Regions from separate parts of the Mus musculus genome. Here region 2 is linked to region 1. A link is a contact called in public promoter capture Hi-C data. All regions are on one chromosome and are shown on one strand. The core of a region is the stretch at or near the end of the contact, and the rest is flanking DNA. Distances in the headings are between cores, read along the strand shown.

What was found. Promoter capture Hi-C pulls out the DNA fragments that hold promoters and counts their contacts.
Region 2: a contact with region 1 is called in a promoter capture Hi-C map of hippocampal neurons, with 15 times the contacts expected there. The contact joins the promoter of Myl12b here to the promoter of A730049N16Rik in region 1. A contact is called at or near these places in 3 of 39 promoter capture datasets (hippocampal neurons, liver and stem cell-derived epiblast-like cells), 1 of 484 Hi-C or Micro-C datasets (cortical neurons) and 2 of 115 datasets of contacts at active chromatin or transcription factors (embryonic forebrain and forebrain).

What each region holds. Positions count from the first base shown.
Region 1 is chr17:69,472,678-69,479,943 of GRCm38.p6, reverse strand. A730049N16Rik (a long non-coding RNA gene) reads left to right here and starts at 4,030. Exons shown (of 2, transcript XR_876920.3): 1 at 4,030-4,979; 2 at 6,236-6,542. The region is part of intron 1 of Akain1 (A kinase (PRKA) anchor inhibitor 1); the gene reads right to left.
Region 2 is chr17:70,986,059-70,993,324 of GRCm38.p6, reverse strand. Myl12b (myosin, light chain 12B, regulatory) reads left to right here and starts at 2,809. Exons shown (of 4, transcript NM_023402.2): 1 at 2,809-2,852.

The sequences.
Region 1 (7,266 bases), core at 2,781-5,280:
CTTGATGGCCTGGGCCATCAGTCCTTGGAGCCCTCCTGACCCAGCTTTTGCCTCGTTCCTTTCATTGTCTATTTATTTGGGGGCCCAATCACCCAACCCTGGGACTTGACATTTCTCTCGTTAGTATTAATTCTTCATATATCGCTGACAAAATTATGCTTCTGACAACTATAGGGAGATAGAAATTTCCATCAGTTCTTCGCTCCAGAACCCTAAATGCCATCACCTCTGTTAAGTTAAGCCTAACTTATCCTGTTCCAGTGGATATGGGTAAGGGCCACTCTTGCCATTCAGTTTAGAGGCAGAGTCCAGGTGGTGACCTTACCTGCATCACACTGAGAGAGGGACAGTGGTTGTGTCAGCAGCAGCAGAACCTCCAGTTTATCACTCTCTGGTGGGTCACCAAACCTGCCAGCGGTTAAGTGTTTCTATCAGGACAGGAGACAGGTTACCACCTGTCCCACGACAGGCTCTCTAATACATCAATCATGTTGTCAGTGGCAACCAGCCAGGCATTCCATATCTCCCCTTCTGATCATTTGACATTATAAGGGCAGCGCTGTCGTTCATCAGTGACCAGCATGTGACACACAGAGAAGAACTAATTCTGGTCCCTTTAATAATGTAATGATAGTCATTTCTCAGCTCTGTGCATACAGGAATTTTCCATGAAGGACCAGATGTTAGGTCTCACCCATCTGTGCCAATTGCTAATGAAGAAGTGCTGGCTGCCCTACTTTGGGACCAAAAGGGGTGACATACCATACCCTGGCTTTCCAGCTTGATGCCGACCTCGCCAATCTACTCTCTTCCCACCCACTCCATAACCAAATACAAAGGAGCATTTTGGAATCTCCAGAAATAGTTGTAACGATATAACATTGCCAGCAAGCAAAGGATACTTCTGATCATATTTAAGATGTACCTTGTTATTACAGCTCCCACCCCACAGCAAACCAGGTATAGGGCATCAGGAAAACTCTGCCTTCCGTGGCATGCGCTATGACTTCATGACCTGATTACTCTCATAACCTGTATGGAGTTCTTTATTAAAATTCCTACAGAAAAAAAAATGAAAAGAATCCCAAAGATTTTTTAATGAATGCATCTTTGATGGTTTCATATGCACATTTAACTCATCCCTGTTACATATTCTCCTCTAATTCATGCAAGGTCCTCTCCTCTCATCAAGTCTCCACCTTTAGTCTGTGTCTTTTTTGTTTGTTTGTTTGTTTGTTTGTTTTATTTTTTACTTTGTTACCAACTGGGCTTAACTAGAGCCTCAAGCACAGACCTGGGTGTGAAGCTCACCAGAGTAACATGGGCCACTCACCAATGGCTACAACACTCAAGACAATGAATTAGTTTCTCCCTCCCTGTAGCCTGGAATACCATTAGTTTCCCCTGTGTGTGGCAGGGCCCCACAAGCCCTTCTCCCCTCTATGCCTGAATATTTAGATGCTCAGTCTAACAACCACAATGATAGTCACAGATCACCTCTGTGCGTGGCACCACGGAGGGGAGCAGAGCCCTGCAGCCTGAAGCATCTGTTTGTGTGTGCATTCTTCCACAAAAATAATTACCGAGTACTTTCTGTAGAATGCACACTAGCTTGGGAATTAGAGGTCACAATATTGAACAGAACAGTCATGAGCCCTGTCCTGTTTGCTCATAGAATCTAATGGGAGAACTGGGTTTTAATTGAATAATTGAACAGGCTTTGAGCTTGTCTTGAGCTATAGCTTTGAGCTGAGACATATACACTGTGAGAGAGGAACAACCACATAGGTGACTGATCTAGTCTGGGATGAGCAAGATTCCTAGACAAGCAACCTATGTGTGGACAGGGAAGTAAGGCAAGGAGAACTGGAACAAAAGAACAGGTCAGGGAAGGAGGTCAGAGTGCAACGTTCCAGATGTGTGTAAAAGCAAGGCTCACCAAGATGTGAGGAATGCTGAATGGCTGGGTGTCTGTGACAGGGAGGGAGATACAAGAGTCACACTTAAGGGGGGGGGGGGGCATCCCAAAGTGCTCAGGCTGTGGAAAGGCTCGAGGGGACTTTGAGTGGTTTGGTGACAAAAGAGCATTGATTGTCAAATCTATGCCATGCAGCATAGCTGGAGGAACCAGAGGAGACCTGAGTCATCACACTGGAAATCTGTGCATCTGGAGAGCCCTAGAAAGACAAATGGAATCTGGACCTGTCAAGAGGAAAACAAATTGAGTCTCTTCTGGCCCCAGGAGGCCAGTCAGGCATGGGGCTCGCTAACAGAGCCACAGAAGGCTTTTAGCTTTAGAGCTGTTAAATTATTTTAGCACATAATTGAATTTCTACACTATTACTAGGTTGCAATGCCTTAGAGAAGCCAAACAGAGCAGTGCCAATAAAACCTGAAAAGGAAATAGCAATTTAATCTAGGATTCTGATTTGATTATTTCAGGCACAAAAGACCGGGGTAACTTGAGAAAGAAAGAAAAAAAAAAAAAACACATTAAATGCAAAGGCCTGAGTTAGCAGCTACCAATATCAGTTATAAAGCAACAGTGATCAACACAGAGTGAGAACAGCATTTACAAATGTCTTGAAAATCATACTAAAAGAAATGCAGGGACAAAATGGAACAGAGTCTGAAGGAAAAACCAACCAGTGACAGGCTCAACTTGGGATCTGTCCCATGGACAGGCACCAAACCCTGACACTATTACTGATGCTATGCTGTGCTCACAGACAGGAGTCTGCTATGGCTGTCCTCAGAGAGGCTCTACCAGCAGCTGATTGAGACAGCTGCAGATCCTTACAGCCAACCATTGGAATGAGGTCAATGACCCCTATGGAAGAGTTAGGGGAAGGACTGAAGGAACTGAAGGGATGGCAACCCCACAGGAAGAACAACAGACTCACTAACACAGACCCCTGAGAGCTCCCAGAGACTAAGCCATCAACCAAAGAGCATGCATAGGCTGGTCTGAGGCCCCCAGCACATATGTAGCAGAAGGCTGCCTTTTCCAACCTCAGTGGGAGAGGGTACACCTAATCCTATAGAGACTTGATGCCCCAGGTAGGGGAGATGGGTCAACGGGTCAGAGCCACACAGACTATTGACCAACTCACACTCCACATAATCTTTTCTAGGTCAATTTTATATCTATGTTCATTATAAACTTGGAGCACAGACGATGTTTCAGAAAGTGAAACTGCTCCTATAGAAATAATAGGAATGTATTATTTCTCATAGTTCATTTACCCAAACCCAAAGCGGCTCATGATACGAGGGAAATGCCTTTCTATGTGTACCGATTCATGAGCCATTGTCTGGAGTGTTGTAACTATGGGAGTTTGTACATGTGCAAGGGCAGAGGGCACATAAGATATCTGTGTGCTTCTGATTTTGTTGTGCACCTAAAATTTCTCTAAAAAAAAAACAATAAGTTCTTTATTTTTGTTATTTCTAAATGTGTTGGGTGTCTGATGGCAGAGCATTGTGCAAGCACTCACTTGAGTGGACTCTGGTGAGGGTGGAGGTCAGAGAGGGGTCTGTCCTTCCCTTCTATACTGAGGAAGTATCTTGTCCACCCCTACATTCCCCCTGACAAACCATCCCACTCCCCTTCTGGGAATCCTCTCGTCTCTGGTCCCATCTCCCAGGAGGTGCTCCTGTCACATATGTGGCTTTTAGGTAGGTCCTGAGTATCGGAACTCCAGTCTTTAAGTGTAGGGGGCAAGTACTTTATCCACTGAACCGTCTTCCCTGTCCAAACACGAATGAAATCTTAGAAGAAAAGGACACAAAAAGCAACTGTTATAAAGGGAGGAAATGTTCTGAGAAGGAATCACGGAGTTTGGGTGGCGGTTTGAAGGGAAGACTTAAGAGAGAGAACAAATTTTGCACTGAAAGGAGCTGGAGCAGGGCAAGTGTTCATGAAAGTGTTATGCCAGAGGTGTTTAAATGTTGCATTTTCTGAGCATGCGGAGATCGAGAAACTCAACCAAAAGTGGGTTATGAGTCCAGAGAGCTCCCAAAACTCCTGAGTACAAGGCTTCTAACGGAGTTTAGCAGAAATCTGGGTTTCTCCCTTTCACACCATTCCTTCCAACTTCTACTTTCCCGGCGAGCCACGGGGATGTGGCTTTCTATCTGTCCAGCAGCTCAGCTTGCAATGCTTTGGGCGAGATAAAACTTCCTGCCCCTTGTCTGAATCTGCAGGATTGGGGCAGTTGAAGGCAGATGGCTCCCGGCAACCGTCCCTGCAGAGCCTTAAGCACACACTGAAGAGCATGGTACCCGGCCCGGAGGATGGACGGTGGAGCGAGGTTCGGGTGGGCAAAAAAGCCAGACACGGAGTGGCCTCGCTCCGGGGCAACCGGACATAACTGGAATAGAAACCTGGGTGGACTGTGCAGCCAGACAGCGCCGCCCCACCTCCGCTCACGCAGCCTCTGCCGCCCCCTGCCGGCTGCAGCTGGAGTTGCCGAAGCCACGAAGACCCCACTCCACCCCAACCCCAAGCCCAGGGCTGAGCTGAGAGTCCTGACCCCTGTTTCTGATTTACCAAACCCACTTAAACTGCTCCAAGGACCGTGCTTGCTAGCCCATTTACTTAAAAAATGGACTTACAGGTCCTGCTTGGAGTTCGGAAGCAAACCAGAGACTTCCTGCTCAAAGATTTTAATTACTTGAGCACAATGCTGAAGATCTAAATACTTAACAAAATATTTTGATCTCCTAGGCAATATTAACCAGTTACTGGCTCTTCTCACCCACCGGGACAGTGGGAGAAATCAGTGTAAGTATAAATAGTATGAAAGATTTTAAACGAACTCTTTAAAAGCACCCTCTCATACAGACAACATCTTCTGCTACGGGAAGAGTCAAAGACCCGGAAATGACTAGCCATCGCAAAGTATGGTTCTAGATCAGTTTAACCAATCAGCTCTCACAGGTCACTCATGGTCTCCGAAGGAAAAGTAGCCAGAAGGGTAAGTAGAGGAAGATGTATGCCATTTCTTTGAACAAGTAGGTTCCGAACACTTGGAGACAATCCTTTTATAATGTCAAAATATCTCATGTGTTCTCCTTATATGCTAATGAAACAGGATATGGATTCAGTCACGCTTAGATGAATTTAGATAGTGAAAACTCATGCATGAAAATATTCAGGAGAAGCTGTATTCCAGCTATGGAAATTCATAACACAAACATGGCGTGCTGGTTTGAATGAAATACTCCCCCCCCTCCTTGGGCTTATATATTAGAAAGTTAGATACACAGTACTTGGAAGTACTTGGATACACAGTACTTGGAAGTACTTGGATACACAGTACTTGGAAGTACTTGGATACATAGTACTTGGAAGTACTTGGATACATAGTACTTGAAAGAATTCGGAGGTGTGGACTTGTTGGAGGAGGTGTATCACTTGGGGTAGATGGGCTTTGAGGTTTCAAAGGCCCACACCATTCCTAGTTCTCTTTCTCTATCGCATGCTTGTAAATCAGAACACAAGTTCTCAGCTACTGCTCCATGCCTGCTGCCATCCACAGCCATCCTTCCTGTCAGGATAATCATGGACTCTAGCCCTCTGGAACCGTGAGCCTGCAAATTAAATGCTTTCTTTTTAAGTTGTCTGGGCCATGGTGTCTCTTCACAAAAATAGAAAGGTAATTAGCACACTTGGCATCCTGTGCCCTAGACAATGGGCCGCTTGCCTTCAGCCCTACCAATCCTGCCTTGTGCCATCCGAGGCTGGCATTTGAAGCAACCTTAAAAAGCAGACAGATGTGAATTAATTCCTGGAGATGAATTTGCAAAACCATAATGAAGTCTGGAGCATGGTTGATGTGAGATCACAGACTTCCACCAACTGTGATTTCCGGTCTCTGCTTAATAATCGTGGTACATTAATTCGATGACTAGTTCTGCAAGGTTTGTACAAAGTAGACACCTTTAGGAGTAATGAAATGGCTAAGGTTTCTCACGATTTTAAATTTTTATGTTAAATCATACTTATTTATCTGGGGTCGGGGTATGCCTGCCACACATGTCTACAACGCATGTGGATTATAGTGCAGCGGGTGGGAGTCATCCCTCTCCTTCCGGTGTGTTGGTCTGGGGATCAAACTCAGGTCTGGGGATCATCAGGCTTGGCAGCGAGCAGCTTGACCCCCTCCCCCCCCCCCAAACCATCTTGCAGACCCAAATTCTTATGTTATTGTTGTTGTTTGCTTTTTTTTAGGTGCACTATGAACTGTGTTTATCGGTTGGAAGAACATGAAATCAACTCTATTCCCAATTTCTTTCCGTCTGGTTGCTCCCAATAAAGCTTTGATTAGTGTTAATAAGAGCATTGTGAATGGACAGCCATGGTCACGTTCTCCGTTTTAAAAGAAATGCTTTCAGCATTTTCCCCATTCCATCAAATGCCGGCTGTTGTTTGACATGTGAAGCCTTAATTCTTTGGGGATGGGACCCTTTTATTCCTAGTTTGTTTGGGGCTTTAATTGTGGAAAGATGTTGAATTTTATAAAATGCTTTTTACTGAATCTATTGAGGTAATGGTGTGTTTTTTTAATCCCTCATTCTGCCACTGCAAGATATTGTTATTAATTTGTATATGTTGAAACACCCTTGTAGCCCTGACATAAAACCACGTGATCATATGAACACCTATTATGTGTTCTTTAACTTGACTTGATAGGGTTTTACTAAGAATGTTTGCATCTCTGAGTACGTGGGCTTTTGCTGTGTCCTTGTCAGGGTAAGATGTCACTTGCTTTCATGGTGTAAATCTGGCAAGAGTCCTTCCCTTGCAGTCCTCTGGAAGAGCATGCCAGGGGTGATGTTGGCTCTCCCCCAAAGCCTTCTTAAAGCTCTGTGGAAACAAAGCACCTGTGGAAATGAAGGCACAGAGTGTTCTTTGGAGTCACCTTCTTGAGGCCAGAGCTCCAAGCTTAAGTCCTGACTAAGCTGGAGTCCTTTCCTTGTAGCCTTGTCTGAGGCTCCCAAGCTTGGGGTAAGGAAGGACTATAGCATAGGTAACGAAGAGCCCAGAGGCTCTCTGCTCTCCACAGGAAACTGACAGTTTTCTGGGGCAGCCTCACGCCCATTTCCTCAGAATCCTTTATCCCAACTTAAGTGACCATCTTGTCTTTGAACTTCCACTAGCTCCGACAAGAAGGTCTTTTGAAAATGAATCAGGCAAGTCGTGCCTTGGTGGGAACTATCTCACCGAATTGGAAATGGAAACTCAACACCCTGATACGGTAC
Region 2 (7,266 bases), core at 1,560-4,059, 1.5 Mb before region 1:
TCATTAGATTTTAAGCAAAATACTTTTTTTCAGCTTATCCACTCAGTGTTAGAGTTTTGTTGAATTTCCACTTTTACTGAAGGGGGAATTAAGAAAAAAACCATAAGTATGTTTTGCTAACAAATCTTATTTCTACTGTAGGAAAAGAAAAGTACTACTAAAATTCGCTCTTGCAGCATCCATTTCCATCCAGGCAACCCCCTAAATAGCAGTTAGGAACTGTGGGTGGTCAATCCTGGATGAATTAAGTCTCTTAATTTGCTAGTAGGATTCTCTATGCTTAGGTGTGGGTTTTGCTTAAGCAAGAATGGCTGCCATTAAAAAGCTCGAAGAAATCTCCTCCAGCAGTGGGCTTGAAAGCAGAACCGATCTCTGACGTTTCTGTCATGAGAAGGAACTCAGGGTTGGTCCTCCAGCTTCAAAGCCCCAGCAAAACACTACAGTGCGCAGCCACCCGCCTGTCTGCTTTACGGCAGCCTGCTCACCTGCTTTACGGTTGTTTATGTTGCCACTGGACTCCAGTGCCCAAAGGAAACCGCTTTCTACCAAATGTGAGGGGCTGAGACCAACAGGAAGTTTAGGAGTGGGTAGACACTGACTTAGAGAGCTTCAAGTACAGGCCTTGGAAAGTTATACACAAAGCTCGTTTTAGGAGGGACTAGGGAAGTATAGAGGAGCCTACTGGATTTGGAGTGCTCTGGCCTACTGGTGTTTTTTCCTCTTCCTCCCACTACCTCCCCTCCCCCAGGGCGCAGCCCTGGCTGTGCTGAGCCCTGAGCTGCTGCCACCCACCACCCAGCGAGACCTTTCTCAGCATTTCAAGTCCCAGTTTTGCTACAGCACGGCTTTAAAGCTACTTTTTTTTTTTTTTAATATATGTAAGTACACTGTAGCTGTCTTCAGACCAGAAGAGGGCGCCAGATCTCGTTGTGGATGGTTGTGAGCCACCATGTGGTTGCTGGGATTTGAACTCAGGACCTTCGGAAGAGCAGTTAGAGCTCTTAACCGCTGAGCCATCTCTCCAGTCCCCGAAGCTACTTATTCTTTGTTGACCTATTTATTCATTTATAAAATGAATTCATGCTGTTCATAATGGTCCCTTTATGATAAAAAGCAGCGTCTAGTCTATCTGGAGCTGGGTGTGGTTAACCAAACCCCACCTGGTACCCAAGTGGATCTGCGCCCGCCCTCATGTGGCCAGGTTGTTTTAAAATGTCATCTTCCTCATTTGAAATAGGAGCGCTTCCTTCGTTTGCTACAGAAATTGGAAATGTGGGAGAGGGGGGTGTTTATGTATGGAGCCGATTTGTGGTTCCCTGGAAAGAGGGGAAGCCTGGCCCTTACATGAGTGCTGGGACTTCAAACTTGAGTCCTCTTGTTTGCATAGCAAGTACTCTTAGCCACTGACCCACCTCCCTGTGCGCACTCTGGGTTTTTGAGAGGGACTTTTGCTGTGTTAAGTTTACCCGTTGGAATGCCAGGGTTAAAGGCCTGTGCCCACCACATCCTGCTCATTAACTGATTTTACATTGCCTAGGGTGAGGATCTAGGAAGTGGTGGTAGACTTATGTAACAAACCCTGAAAGTGCCATAACTTTATAAGAAACATAATTATTTAAGCAATGATTTTTGAGGACAAATAGGATCAAAGATACAGCATCAGTACCACCTGGCGCCTATTCTCCACCTCTGACCTACGCAATCCCAGACCCTGATTTTTTCAAGCGCATATTTAAAGCCACCCTCAATTTATTAGGATTATTATCTTATTTTACATTTTATCTACTAGTTTGGGGAGGAGGCTGCACATTCCCTGGTACCTGCATACGGGGCTCAAGGAACAAATTACAGGAATTGGTTGTTCTCTGTGGGCCCTGAGAAAATAACTCAGTCATGCGTGCTAACAGGCACTTTTACCTGCTGAGCCATCTTGCTGGCCCCTAAGTTGTATTTGTATTGTCTGGACTGCTGTGAAGTACACGGATACTCAGTGCTGGAGACCATAGTGTTCCTGCCTTGGAGGAATTTCTTTTGGAAGTGGGGTAGGAAGGGAGGTGGTTTTCTACGTGTAGCGTGGCTGTCCTGGAACTAAGCTCTGTAGACCAGGCTGGCCTTCAGCTCACAGAGATGCTGCCCCAGCCTTCTAAGTGCTGGAATCAAAGGTGTCGCCACCACCGTCTGACACGGAATTTCTGATCAGACTTCTAGAATATGACCTCCCGGCGGGGAGAAAGTAAAGGCCACTGGCTGGAGTGCAATTTCAAATAAGCGAGAACGTTTCTGGAGCCCACTGGAGAGTGCTCAGCCGCCGCCCTCTTCCGGATTACATTCCTTCTCTTGAGCATTGTTTATCTAAAACTCAGTTTAACCAGGCCAACTGCCCTCTGCTAAATCAGGCAACTTCGGGCTGCCCGCTGCAGGCGCCAGGGGACCCCCAAACCAGGGCGGCTCCCAGCCCACCCGGGTCAAATTCCAGCGCTGGCGCTCCGCCCTCGGCTCGGGAATGCGGAAGGGGCGCGGGACTTGCGCTGGGAGCCGGGGAGACCAGCAAGCCGGCGCGGCTGCGGCAGGAGGATGCCGTGCCAGTGAGCTGGGGAATATGTACTCGCGGCTACAGGGGCTGAGTTCGTCGGGTCGTGCAGCCAGGCTAGTTTCCGCCGCTGGCTGCCTGGGTCCTCCGGGTCTTCGAAACGCTTGCAGCAACCCCCTGCCACGGTTGGTCGCGCCGGGCTCGCCGGTGCTCCTTCCGCCCCGCCCCCGGGCCGGAAGTGCGGCGCCGCCACTGTCCCGCCCCAACCTCCGCTGGTCGCAGTCGCCGGTCGGATCCTCTCGGGTGTGCAGCATCAGGTCAGGTGAGTGGCTCTCGACCCCGCGGGGCATCTCCCGGGCCGCATCTGTCCCTAGTGCTGCGCAACCGCGCCTGGAGCCTGCGGGCGGCTGGACCATCGGCTGGTGGAGCGGAGGTGGCTCGGTTCGAGGCCCTACGCGGTTCCTGTGCTGGCGAACCCTGGCCGAACGAGGCCCCGGGACCGTGTGCACTGGGCCTGCGACATCCGATGACTGACACCTGGTGCCCGGCTGCCCGCACCTGCCGCGGCTGCAGGCTGCAGGCTGCAGGTCCAAGCTGTGTGTTAGCGCAACTGCGTGCATCTGTTCTAGACGCGTTGGGGGAGGAGAAGCCCGCTGGTGTATGGTTCCTGCCAGAGGAAACCAGGAACTGGTACTAGAGTTCCTGGTTAGCAAATGCTAAAATGGGCTGATTTGCATAAATCCTTACTGGGTCTTAGGTCTTGCAAAGATTTAGCTCATTGTTAGAGGACAATTCGAAGAAAGCTGGAAAGAATGGAGAACATATTGAGCCAGGGATCCAAGATGAACTGGTGGATCTCTGCTAGGAGGTACCGAGCAAAAAGCTCAAAAGATGAGCATCGTATTATGTGCACAAGAAGCGCGGGTGGTCAGCCGGAAGGGAGAAGAACAATAACTGAGTACTAGCTGGGAAAGAGGAAGGTAGTTAGGGTAGGGCTCTTGGATACACACGACCCCAGGCGAGACCCTATACAATAAAATAACGTAGTTAGTTAGCCAAGGTAGGCCTCTTTCTTTAGAGGTGTACTGAAAACTCGATGAGAAATGAAAAATTACGTAAGAGGATTTGGGGAGTCACCCACGACAAGGAAGTAACACGACAAAGGATGTTTAGGGAATCGGGTTGACAGCTTTTGTTCTAGAGATGGCTTGGCTGTAGTCCTGTGTGTTAGAGAAATATCACAGCATTTTCTCCTTCAATAAACCCTTAAGTGAGGTGATGTCATTTGCCTGGGAACATCACTTCAGGAATTCATATGATGCCACCAGGGTTTTTCTATCCACTTGCTCCTCACTCTGTCTCTCTGTCTCTGTTTCTCTCTCTGTCTCTCTCTGTCTCTCTCTCTCTCACACACACACACACACACACACACACACACACACAAAGGCACCTGTTCACTGAGCTGCAGCTTATGAAGGACAGATCCCTGGGTGATAATGGTTGGCCAAAGTTAGGAAAGCCAGGGATGGGACCGATATCCCCATTCCCCCAAGGTTGAATGATACAGTTGTGTAGGGATGGCTTTCATCTGCCCCGGTTACCAGCGTCTTTGATTCTTCTGTGACAAGTTTAACATGGCGGGCGAAGCAGGTTTCCCTTCCTCCCTCTGAAGTTCCCCTTACCTGGCACAAGCACAGGAGAAAAGGGTATCAGAACTCACTATGTGCAAAGGAGGAGGACAGGTAAACAAATGAGCCTCAAAGCTTGCTACCGCCGGGCGGTGGTGGCGCACACCTTTAATCCCAGCACTTGGGAGGCAGAGGCAGGCGGATTTCTGAGTTCGAGGCCAGCTTGGTCTACAAGTGAGTTCCAGGACAGCCAGGGCTATAGAGAAACCCTGTCTCGAAAAAACCAAACAAACAAACCAAAAAAAGACTACATGATGTTCAGAGGAATAAAGTGGCTTGAAAAACACGATATCCAGGACAGTCCCTTTGGGCTCTGGGTGTGGTGTCACCTCTGGACTTGTTTCCAGGCATTAGAGGGATGTAGCCGTAGCCTATTACATTCTTTACAGGCGTGCTCCCCATGGTCAGGTCCTTGGACTTTGGAAGAGAAAGCGAGGCCAGACAGACCTTAAAGACGCCTCTTGGTTGGTTCTGTGTCCTCAGCATGGCAGGCATCGTACTTCACATCAGCTCCAGGAACACAGCAGCCTTGCCAGTGGCTGAAGTTTTCATGGTCGGCCCTTGCAGCTGCTGATACGAAAGGCACAGGGCTGGAGGGACATGTCCCGAGGCTGGATTCCTTAGGTGTTGCTTCTGCCCCTTCCTAGTTTTTATCTAGGAAGGTTGGCATAGCAACAGCGCTCATGTTATAAGCTGTTGTGGGGATTAATTATTAATATGTGTGGCATGCTTACCGCCGTGCCTGGTCCACCTGCAGCCTGCTCCTGCGTTAATAAATGTTCCTCCCAGGTACTGAGCCAGGGGTAACCAACCAACTGGTGGGCTTTGTGAGGTGGTTGGGTGTGAGCAGATTCATGTGTAGATTCGGGGGGTGGGGGTTGGGGGGAAAGCCTTATTTTAGGGGTGCTCAAATCCAGCACCTTACCATGAACATTTGCGTATGCAGTATTGTTTGCGATGGGATAATTATATATATGTTGCTGCTTGCCAGGGCACCTGCCATGTGCAAGCAGTTTTCCTAGACTCTCATCCAAGTAGAAGGGCAAAAGGCTGTTAAAGGGTATTTGTAAATTATACGGCAGTATAATCATACTCATTAGTAGAAGAGGATAAAGAGCCAGGTGTACAGCACTGACTAACGTGTTTGAGGGCCTGGGCTTGATCCCCACACACTCAAAAACTTTTTTTTTTTTTAAAAAAGAGGCAGAAAGACCCTTGGGTCAGTCTCAAAGAAAAATTACATTTAAAAAAGTCAGGCAAGCCAGAGTGCAAGGATCAGAGGTGTGTGCCACCACACCTAGCCAATAAATTCCAGTCTTTAAAATCCAGAAATCCCCATGCAGTTTAGTCTTGCATGGTTGTCTTCATCTAAAGGGATCATGTCCAGCATACAGTCGTCCTTTGACTTAAAAGGAACTCAGACAAGAGAGGTCGTTGAATGAATGCTTGTAATCCTAGCACTTTGGAAGCTGAGGCAGGAGGTTCCTGAGTTTGAAGTCAGCCGGGGCTCTGTAGTACGACTTGGTCTCAAAAAAAAAGGAAGGAAAAGAAATTCAAGCAGGCTTTGCCAAGGAGGCTGAGGTACACAGCTGACTTCCGGGACTTTCTAGAATGATGTTAGCACTTAGTTGGTTGTTACATGGGCGTACACGGTGACACAAGTGATGACCTGAGGTAGGGAGTTAAGTGGCAGAGACACCAGAACACCTGTGAGGGAGAAGAGAGGACAGTCTCTGTGGTGAGTGTGAAAACACATGTATTCACCAATGTGAAGGAAAGTCATAAAAATTGTGTTTAGCTCTTTAAAAGAGAGATAATTGTGGAACCGTAAAAAAACAAAAAAAACAAAAAAACCCAAAAAACTATGTACGTAACATAAAACCAATTATATGTCATTAAGCATATGAGGTTAGTTTTGTGACTCATTTCAATTTGATTATGTTCGTAATTCCCTTTCTGATTGCTGCTTTCAAACTGGCCTCGCACCCAGTCCAGTGAGTCATCTTGTCCACGGTGATTACAGGAGAACCTGTGTGAAACTTCTAGATTCTGACAGACACCGGAAAAGACAAAATTGAATTTAAAAAAACCCTTAGTTTGGGTCCTGGAGCCAGTCCGTGCTTCCTGCCTTCGATGGCTCCTCCTGTGAATCTGCGCACACATCAAAACTCCCTCACTGCACACACACACACACACACCCGTGTCTCAGCTGCCACTGTAGTGTAGCTGGGCTAAAAGGAGAATCTTTCTGTAAAGATTTTCTTTTTAATTATCTGTGTATGGGGTGGGGTGTGTGTGAGAGAGAGGTATGAAATCCCAAGGAGTGGAGTTACAGGTGGTTATGATATTTCCCCACCTACCCTGAGCAGCCATCTTGGTCCTCTGCAAAATCAGTGAACATTCTTGACTAGCTGTCTCTGGCCACTAAACTTTGATTGCTTTAAGACTCCTTTGCCCACGGAACCAGTCCCGCCCTTTTCTCCTTATCTACTAACGATCAGCAGTGAGTTTTGTTTTTAGATTTTTATGGCTTGTGCTTTTTGGTTCAGTTTTGTTTTTTGTTTGTTTGTTTTTTTGAGACAAAACCTCACTCTGTAACCAGGCTGGCCTGGGACTTAACTGTGTACTTAGCCTCGAACTTGCGGCAATCCTCTTGCCTCGACCTGGAGAGACCCACACCAGATACAGGTTTTTCAACCAGCAATTAAGCAAGTCCAAGGGTAGAACTTTGAAGGAAGCAGTCATTAGAAAGCAAGAAAAACCTGCAGAGCGGTAAAGGAATGTGAGATGGAATGGTGGTACTCCTCTGAGAGAGCTTACCGAACAGGGGTGGAGTTCTATTACGGTCACTTATTTTTTTGTTGTTTTACCAGAAATAGAAAATTCCCCAGGCACCTGACTTGTGGTCCCTTTGAACTCTGTGGCGCTAAGCCTGAAACAAAGATGTTTCCTCCTGTCACTCAGAAAGAATTCACAGAACAAGGGCTCTTAACTTTGCTATCAACACCTATAAGGCAATACCCGGGGGTTTGTCGTTGTTGGTGGTTT